3 separate regions of the Danio rerio genome follow, and regions 1 and 2 are each linked to region 3. The links are chromatin contacts, called in public HiCAR-type and Micro-C maps. All regions are on one chromosome and are shown on one strand. Each heading gives the region's core, a stretch centred on a gene start, on an enhancer-like site or on the middle of the called end of the contact. The rest is flanking DNA. Distances are from core to core; before and after follow the strand shown. Region 1 holds the start of jmjd7 (jumonji domain containing 7). Region 2 holds the start of LOC110438057. Region 3 holds the start of mapkbp1 (mitogen-activated protein kinase binding protein 1).

What was found. Hi-C and Micro-C count contacts between places; a contact is called where the count stands out from the background. HiCAR-type assays count read pairs that join an accessible place to other places.
Region 1: a Micro-C map of caudal fin shows a contact between it and region 3, with 3 times the contacts expected there. The contact joins the promoter of jmjd7 here to the promoter of mapkbp1 in region 3. A contact is called at or near these places in 3 of 18 Hi-C or Micro-C datasets (caudal fin, hematopoietic stem cells and an unstated tissue) and 3 of 4 datasets of contacts at active chromatin or transcription factors (caudal fin, embryo and gastrula embryo).
Region 2: a HiCAR-type map of caudal fin shows a contact between it and region 3, with 4 times the contacts expected there. The contact joins the promoter of LOC110438057 here to the promoter of mapkbp1 in region 3. A contact is called at or near these places in 1 of 18 Hi-C or Micro-C datasets (caudal fin) and 2 of 4 datasets of contacts at active chromatin or transcription factors (caudal fin and embryo).

Annotation. Positions count from the first base shown.
Region 1 is chr17:11,930,149-11,932,848 of GRCz12tu, reverse strand. jmjd7 (jumonji domain containing 7) reads left to right here and starts at 1,280. Exons shown (of 8, transcript NM_001017615.1): 1 at 1,280-1,487; 2 at 2,677-2,700. The coding sequence starts at 1,439. It overlaps tbpl2 (TATA box binding protein like 2), which reads right to left and starts at 1,155. Exons shown (of 7, transcript NM_214796.1): 1 at 786-1,155. The coding sequence starts at 839.
Region 2 is chr17:12,008,379-12,011,078 of GRCz12tu, reverse strand. It overlaps LOC110438057, which reads right to left and starts at 1,280. Exons shown (of 8, transcript XM_073928205.1): 1 at 1-1,280.
Region 3 is chr17:11,785,265-11,787,964 of GRCz12tu, reverse strand. It overlaps mapkbp1 (mitogen-activated protein kinase binding protein 1), which reads right to left and starts at 1,400. Exons shown (of 29, transcript XM_073928203.1): 1 at 929-1,400. The coding sequence starts at 1,042.

The DNA of each region.
Region 1 (2,700 bases), core at 31-2,530, 150 kb before region 3:
AAAATACATGGAATATACACACCAAATATATTACTCAACAAGCACAGTAACACTGAACAAATTTTACAATTAAATGTCTGCTTTACTGCAACTCGAAATAATCAAATAAGTGTATTTCACGACGCTTCAGAAAATTTGCTTTAACAAAACATGTATTGGTATAAGGACAAATCTTACTAATAAATAAGAGAAACATACATGACTAGTATGAATAAATTTTAATATATGAAACTAGTATTTAATAGGCATTTTACAGCAATACTGAAATTTCTTTTGATGCTGGACATTAATTAATGTTTTAAATAGATTTTGTAAAAGACTTTTTGTATTAATGTCTCACAATAACTTATTATTGCATTTATTTTTCTGTAGATCTTCTTAAATGCTTACTGTATAATTTAATAGACTTGATTTGTGTTACAATGATATGTGCATCATAAATACATGAGTGCATTATAGTTGTGTGTATATATAATAAAATTTTTGTGAATTAAAGTAAATTAAAATAAAACATTAAGCATATTTTCAGACAGTTTTCACACACACAAAAAATTCTTGAGGTGCTAAAATAACAAAAACTAAACTGTATATATGAATAAAAACTACATATACATATGATAATTTAAATGAGAACAAAATTACAAAAATTTTCCTAAACTGAAAACATTATTTACAAAAATACCATCTGTTAATAAATAATAATAGTATATCGGTCATTATGTTTTAAGCTAACATAACAAAGACTCCAACACAAGACTTTTAGCATTTCATTTGACGTTACTTACAGCAATAGTCTGGTCAAAGTAACTTTCGAGGGATGCCTCCTCATCCATGTTCATTGCAGTCCATTGAAAGCCAACTAATTTACAGTAAACGACCAAATAAATTAAAAGTAACGTTAAATTAAAAAGTCTCCAGTCTCAGTAGTAGCAGTGCTGTACCTGTGGATGAGTGCTAACGTTAATCTAATTGGCATCAAGTGTGAAGCTGCCCACAGAGGCGTGACAAATCATGCCATCAAAACATAGCTTTGTACGTCTAATATGCTCAAGGAATTATATATTTTAATAGAACAACAAAAATACTAATTGGTTATTTTTTTCGCGCTAACAAATCCAACACAACTTTACCTAGAACATAAAAATATTCTTCTGCAATGCGGTCTCCGGCCTGCAGAGGGAGACAGATAATACATTGTAAGCGTATGGTCACTTGTGCGCATGAGCGGAAAACAACTGTCATTAACATCAAAACAGTCGAGCATGTGTGAGAAGTGCTTGAATTCTCAGTTATTCTCATTATTAGTTCAGTGTTTGGTTTTTCGCTGTGTTTAATAGTTTGGCATGAATAGAATAAAGTACTGTATGAGTATTTTGAGCTGACGGAGGCTTGTGATAAATCAACAGATACTGATATATAGAAACATGTGGATAAGGATATGGATGAAGTTAAAGAATGCTTGAGAGATTTTCCTAAAGAGGCTCGGGGTGAGTTTTCACATTTTTTTACTTATATAATACATAATCAAACGTACAGACTGAATGACATATAATTTACATTGAAATAAAAAAGTTACACTGAATTAACGCACCAAATTATGTCAAATACAGAAACATTGAACAACTGGTTGAATTTTACAATTAAATGTCTGCCTTATTATCATATATTAATTGTAATAACAATTAAAATTATTTCCTGACGAATAGCTAAAACTAAATATAATTTACATTAATAAAAACTATATAAACATTTAAAAGCTAATAAAAATTACAACATATCCAAATGTTTAAAACTGTATGTATATATATATATATATATATATATATATATATATATATATATATATATATATATATATATATATATATATATTTGGAAGATGGAAAATAAAATCAAGCTATTAACTTAAATAAATAATCGTAAAATCTCCACAATGTTAAAATCTAGATGAAGACTTTACACAAGCATTTTATAAAATACAATAAAATCTTAAAATTGTATTTTAGAATAAACAGACAGACATAATATCTATATCATAGGTCTCAAACTCAATTCCTGGAGGACTGCAGCTCTGCACAGTTTTGCTCCAAACCCGATCAAACACAGCTGATCCAAATAATCGGGCTGTTTAAAAGCTGTGTTTGATCAGGGTTGGGGCAAAACTGTGTAGAGCTGCGGCCCTCCAGGAATTGAGTTTGAGACCTCTGATCTACATAGATAATATGTATATAATGTACACTGTGTAGACCGAAATATATGTTGCCAGAAAATGTATAATAAAAGTAATGGCTAAATCTCACATAAATGTGTAAAAATACTTTATCTCAAGAGTAATAAAAGCTATCTCGGAAGACTAAAATAATCAGTAATTTATATTTATTGCAGAATAATTGCAAAAGTTGTTTATAAAAGTTAGATAATTTAGATAAAACAAAACATTTACATAGTCTGAATAAAAGTTTGTAATCGTTAAATATATTACTAAATGAACTAAAACTAAATATATTAAAATATAATGCTTTAATAAACTTATATAGATAGATAGGTAGGTTGGTAGGTAGGATGGAAGGAAGGAAGGAATGAAGTCAGACAGCTCTAAAAACAAATATTTTCCTTTGTGCAAAATATGTTTTTAAGTCACAAACAAAAAAAATGGTGTCTTGTTCTTTCTCACAGAGCTTTATCTTAATGATGCAGTGC
Region 2 (2,700 bases), core at 31-2,530, 220 kb before region 3:
AGCAGCCTCATACACATGCTGCTTTCTGTGTTGTTATTAATGGTAAAAGAAGAAAATGACTCACTTTTTGTGACTTGTAAGGATAAACATTATACATATACATAAATATGAATGTATACGTCCCTTATTTTATATATTCATTTTTAATGAGGTCCAAATTATCAAGGTGAACCAACAGTGTCTTTATTTTCGTACTGTTGTTTTTTTTTTTTTTGGTTATCAATTTCTAATGACATTATGAGTAATTAAATTCAGCAAAGAAGCAGTGGATAAACTTTAATTCTATGATTTACTGCACATTTTGTTATAAATCTCTAAAATATTCTTGCAAAATGTGACATTTTGTAAGGAAATATCCAAGCAAATGTGTATGGCTTTGTCTTGCTTTGACTGCTAAGTCTATTTTATAAATTCTGATGTACAGACATGAAAAAAAAAATCTCAGTTTGAGTAAAACAAGTTTTTGTTTCATTCTACACAGTTCTGATCAAATTTCTTCCCAATTTAATATAAATATGTAGCCATTTTAGCATAAATCAATTTAAAATGTAAGTAGAAGTAAGTTTTAGACGTGTTTATTTAAAGTTTAGTTTATTTAAAGCTAAGAAATCAATAGCTTTGGGCACATATAGCACATCAAATAAAAACTTTTGTTATTTTGACCAACTTAAAAATGCTCTAAATGACAATGTTTTCATTTGAAATTTGGAAGATATTGTATCAGTCCTTTATAGAATAAAACTAATAACAGCTTCCCCAAACCCATAACTAATAAACCCAGAGAAATGGAGAATCTCGAATTCCCAAATGCAGGGTTCCACATAATTTATTCATGCTATCCCAACACCAATCGACTAAGTTAATGTAACAAATTTAAGTGGATTGAACAAATTGAGTTATCTCCAAATAATCTCAAGAATTGAGTTGCTTCAGCTAATTTTACTTAAATCAGCAGCAATTTTATGTAATTTTATTTTTATAGCTGTATATTGTGACTCAAAAGTTCAAAATATTACAATTTTTTAGGAAACACAAGCACTTATATACTAAATATTTGAATGTCATCATATTAGACAACAAAATTATGTTTGCCTAAAACCCTTATGCTAAAATGAGAGCACTTTACAAAAAAATCATGACTACAATTTTTTTTATGTTACTTTAACTTATTTAAATAAGTTAATCATGTTCCAACTACTTTTTTTTCAGTTTTTCAAAGTTTAACTTAATATTTTAGTCAGTTTGATTAATATAAGTTTGAATAGAAAAGTTAAAAACAGTGTAGTTATAACCTGTAATCTGTTAGACTTGCTTCATGTTTATTTAGGTCAATGTCTGTTCATGCTCTTCTCTTTCCGTAATATCAAACAGACTATACAGATATATATATATATATATATATATATATATATATATATATATATATATATATATATATATATATATATATATATATATATATATATATATATATATATATATATATATATATATATATATATATATAAACCATTGACATCCATAGTAGACACAAACCCTACCATGGAAGTCAATGGCTGTTTTTTCTATATTCTTCAGTATATCTTCCTTTGTGTTCAACAAAAGAAAGAAACCTGTTTACACAATTCCTTTAAAAGCTTTAATGATGAGGGAAAAAAGAACTACAAATCCCATGAAGCATTGCAAATGTCAAAATAGAATTATGAACATGAGAAATATACCACAACAGTATACTAAATAACTCAAAAAAGGTTAAAGATAACCCAACAAAGCACCAAATATTTTAACTCAACTACTGGGTTAAATAAATAACTCATGTACGTTTTCATGTAGAGTTGTTTGTTATGTCTAAAAACAATATAATCCATGTTTATTGAAACAAATTGGTTTTACATATTTTGAGAGCTTAGAGAGACTGCATGAAGGCTGCAATTAACATCAATATTTTTAAAAATAAGTTAAATTCTCGCAAAAAGGTTGGTTTGACAAAAGCATATCTGTCTTTAAAATGTATCAGTTATTAAAAGCAGTACCCATACAGTGAAAATGAATGGGCTTTTTACTTCTTGAACCTGACTGTAGCATTTTATGAGAGTGTTCATTACTAACAATGTTCCTTTTTTATATAAATTGCATGCAAATAAGTGCTGTAGTTAGCTTTCGGTGGGCCTGTTAGTATCCCGGAAGGTTTGGGTTGTCATAAAGTTCTATACATTAGACACATCAGAAAATGTATGATGGTAATGTTGATGATGATTGTATTAGCGGGACATGTGATAGTGGCCAATTAAGAACAGTGTGTTATTAATGTAAAATTAGACCTGAAATAAAATACAGTGTGAATGTAGATCGCCTTAATGATCCAATGATTAAAGAAACAACAACAGATGTAAACACTGAGCGCTGGGCATGGAATTACAATCCACTGTGAGATCTGTGTTGTACACTTTTACTGCCAGCGCCTAATATAAATAAAATAACAGCATTGTAAACTGAAGTCAAGGCAGTTGTACATTTTTAATCATGGAAACAGTCTGTCAGAGACGCCCTGGCAGAAATCTAATAGAAGTGACCTCAATTATGCAGAGGTCTATTTATAGAGTGCCTGAAGCACCTGATGATTCTTCAAGGAGTTCTTCAACCCTGTTGCAACCCACACATGAATCCTCCAGCACTGTGTAACCAATGTGCACATATTTC
Region 3 (2,700 bases), core at 151-2,650:
TGTATAATTTGTTTTTGCGAATTTGTACTAGTTTTTGGACCACAACTTATTTTGTTAGAAAAGCTCCATATTTGGCTTTAGTACTAACTAATCTAATGTATATGCACAAATATAATAGTCTAAAGCTTCCTATTAAAAATATTAATTTAAAAGATAGATTTGTGAGGGGTGTACTTATATTTGCTGAACATAGTTCCTTTGATTATTCTAGCATATAGTGTAACATATTTTTATAACATGCACTTTCCCATTGCTTGAAATGTTTAAACTACAATATACTGCATGTCGAATGAACTAAAATCTTATGCTCAAAACTGAAAAGGCATCCAAAAATATATTCAATTATTTTAGATTATAAACAGCAACACATTTCTGAGCTATAAGCATGCATTATATTTTTTTCGAAATGCACTTTACTTGAATTCTTTTGCTTTATATTATATGTTGGTGGCTTAAAAAAGAACCCAAAAATTATATTACACTATTTATTATATATTTATTTATTATTAACAAAGAAATTTGATTGTTTTTTATACATCCTCGTGCATATGTATGCATTATATAGTAACATCAACACTCTCTATGCCTAAAATTTAAATTAATGCAATACACTGTAAATGAATCATGCATAATGCAGTGTATTCTCCAGACATGCCGTTTACCAAAGCTCGAAATGATGTGAGACATGTGGCAAATATAGGTCAGTGCATTTTACAGCCTTCACGCTGTTGCATTGTAATGACAGATCTACAGTATGCCTTTATAGAGTTTACATAACAAACCTTTGGATGGAATCTGACATATTAATGCCAGTTCAACATCACCTTACATTAAACTGCAGAAAATCACAGCTATGCATTATAACACATAACCTATACATATACTGCAGAGTGGAGACAGAGAGATTCATACAGTAAATGCACTGTACCTTATTACTGAGATTCTCTTTGTTGTTGCCAGCTTTACTTCTTCTCAATTTGATGGAAGGTGACCGTAGCAGATTTTTAATCCGACTTTTGATAGTTGTATTTTCCACTGTCATCTTGATTCGCTGTGCTGTTGAATCAGTGTTTCCAGCAAACAAACGGCGGGTCAGCCGAAAGCCCTTCGCTCTACAATCACAGTCGGTAATCAATCACACGATACGCGTTTAAAGCAAGCCATGATCTGATCACAGCCATTTAATTCGCATACTAAAACCCATTCACCGGAACCGTCATCGCGAATCCCCTCTATAAACGCTTTAAATCCCGTGCGGTGTTCCTGTCTGAGTGAGACGCGCTTCCCACGGACGTCCATTCGTTAAAACGGACCATGTTTAGTGTTTCGAGTCAGCAGTTTGACGGTGAGCCGGTCTGAGCTCCGCAAATCACCCACAGTCGTGATACCTTCACCGGTACGGTCTGTGTATTTACAAATCCTACTACTGTAAAGAGCACGCTCATGAATATTACCTCAACAACGATAAAATTGCCTTTTCGGCTATTCTGATTGGCTGAAAATATGACGTAGGGAGGCGGGTGCTGCGCAGCTGACCAATAAATAATCCTGATTTGGGGGACCGCTTTACTTGCTAATGTTAATAAATGGCGTCACTTGGTGCCCCTGTAAAGTAGCGAGATTGACCTAATTAATATTAAAATATGCCTTAGCCATAGTATACTTTAAGTACACAGCACGCATGACTACTTGTCGGATTATACTGCACATATGGGCGGTTGTGTGATACTGCAGTGTTGCTCTAAGGTGTAGACAATTCGTTTACTTTAGGCAAACTGTTTATTTTGATGTTCGAACAACAGGTTAGAGAGTAGGAAACTGAAAACTTTAAATTAGTTTTGACTTTTTTCCCCGAATAGGAACATCCAGCTTTGCGTTTTGGATCCTGGTACCTGGTTTATAGTTTAAAGCAGGGGTGCCCAAACTTTTTCTAACGAATGGCCAAAAAAAAAAAAAAAAAAAAAAAAAAAACTTGATTGAAAGTGCTGGACCTAAATATACCAAACTATGTTACATTAAAGTTTCCATGGTAACTTCCTAATTTAATCATATTAAAAATATACAGAAAAAAGAATTTACTTGTACCAATGCTTAATTATATATGTTTTACAGTTTATAATGAATAAATACAATAAAACCATAAACAATCTCATTTATGACCAGGGCCAGACAGAATCTGTTGATATTTTTTGACATTTCTGCACGTGATTTTGTAAAAATAAATCTACAAATTTATACTGAATGATTTTAAAGTAACATAACTGAAACTTATATGAAGTAAAAATAATAGGCTACCTTTTTAAATATTTACTTAATGTTAACAATGTGAATCCTATTAGATCCACCTAACAAAGCTAAACAAAGCAAGTATCTAAAATAAAATCGACTAAAAAACAGACAATATTACTTTACAAACTGAATTCTAAATAAATCATATAAGCATTTTCATATTAGTCAATAATATTACTAAAATTAATTTAAAAACTAAATAAATATACATTTACACACAAGTAAATGTATAGACTCAATATGGGCTAAAAATCTGTGGAAATCTGCAGATTTCTAAGCGTGCAGATTCTGTGTGGGCCCATTTATGACACACTAGAGTTAAATTATATATATAGGGATTCATTACCCTCTAAAATATCTGATCAATTCACATTTAATTGAAACATTTAATTTAGTTTTTTTGTAGCTCCG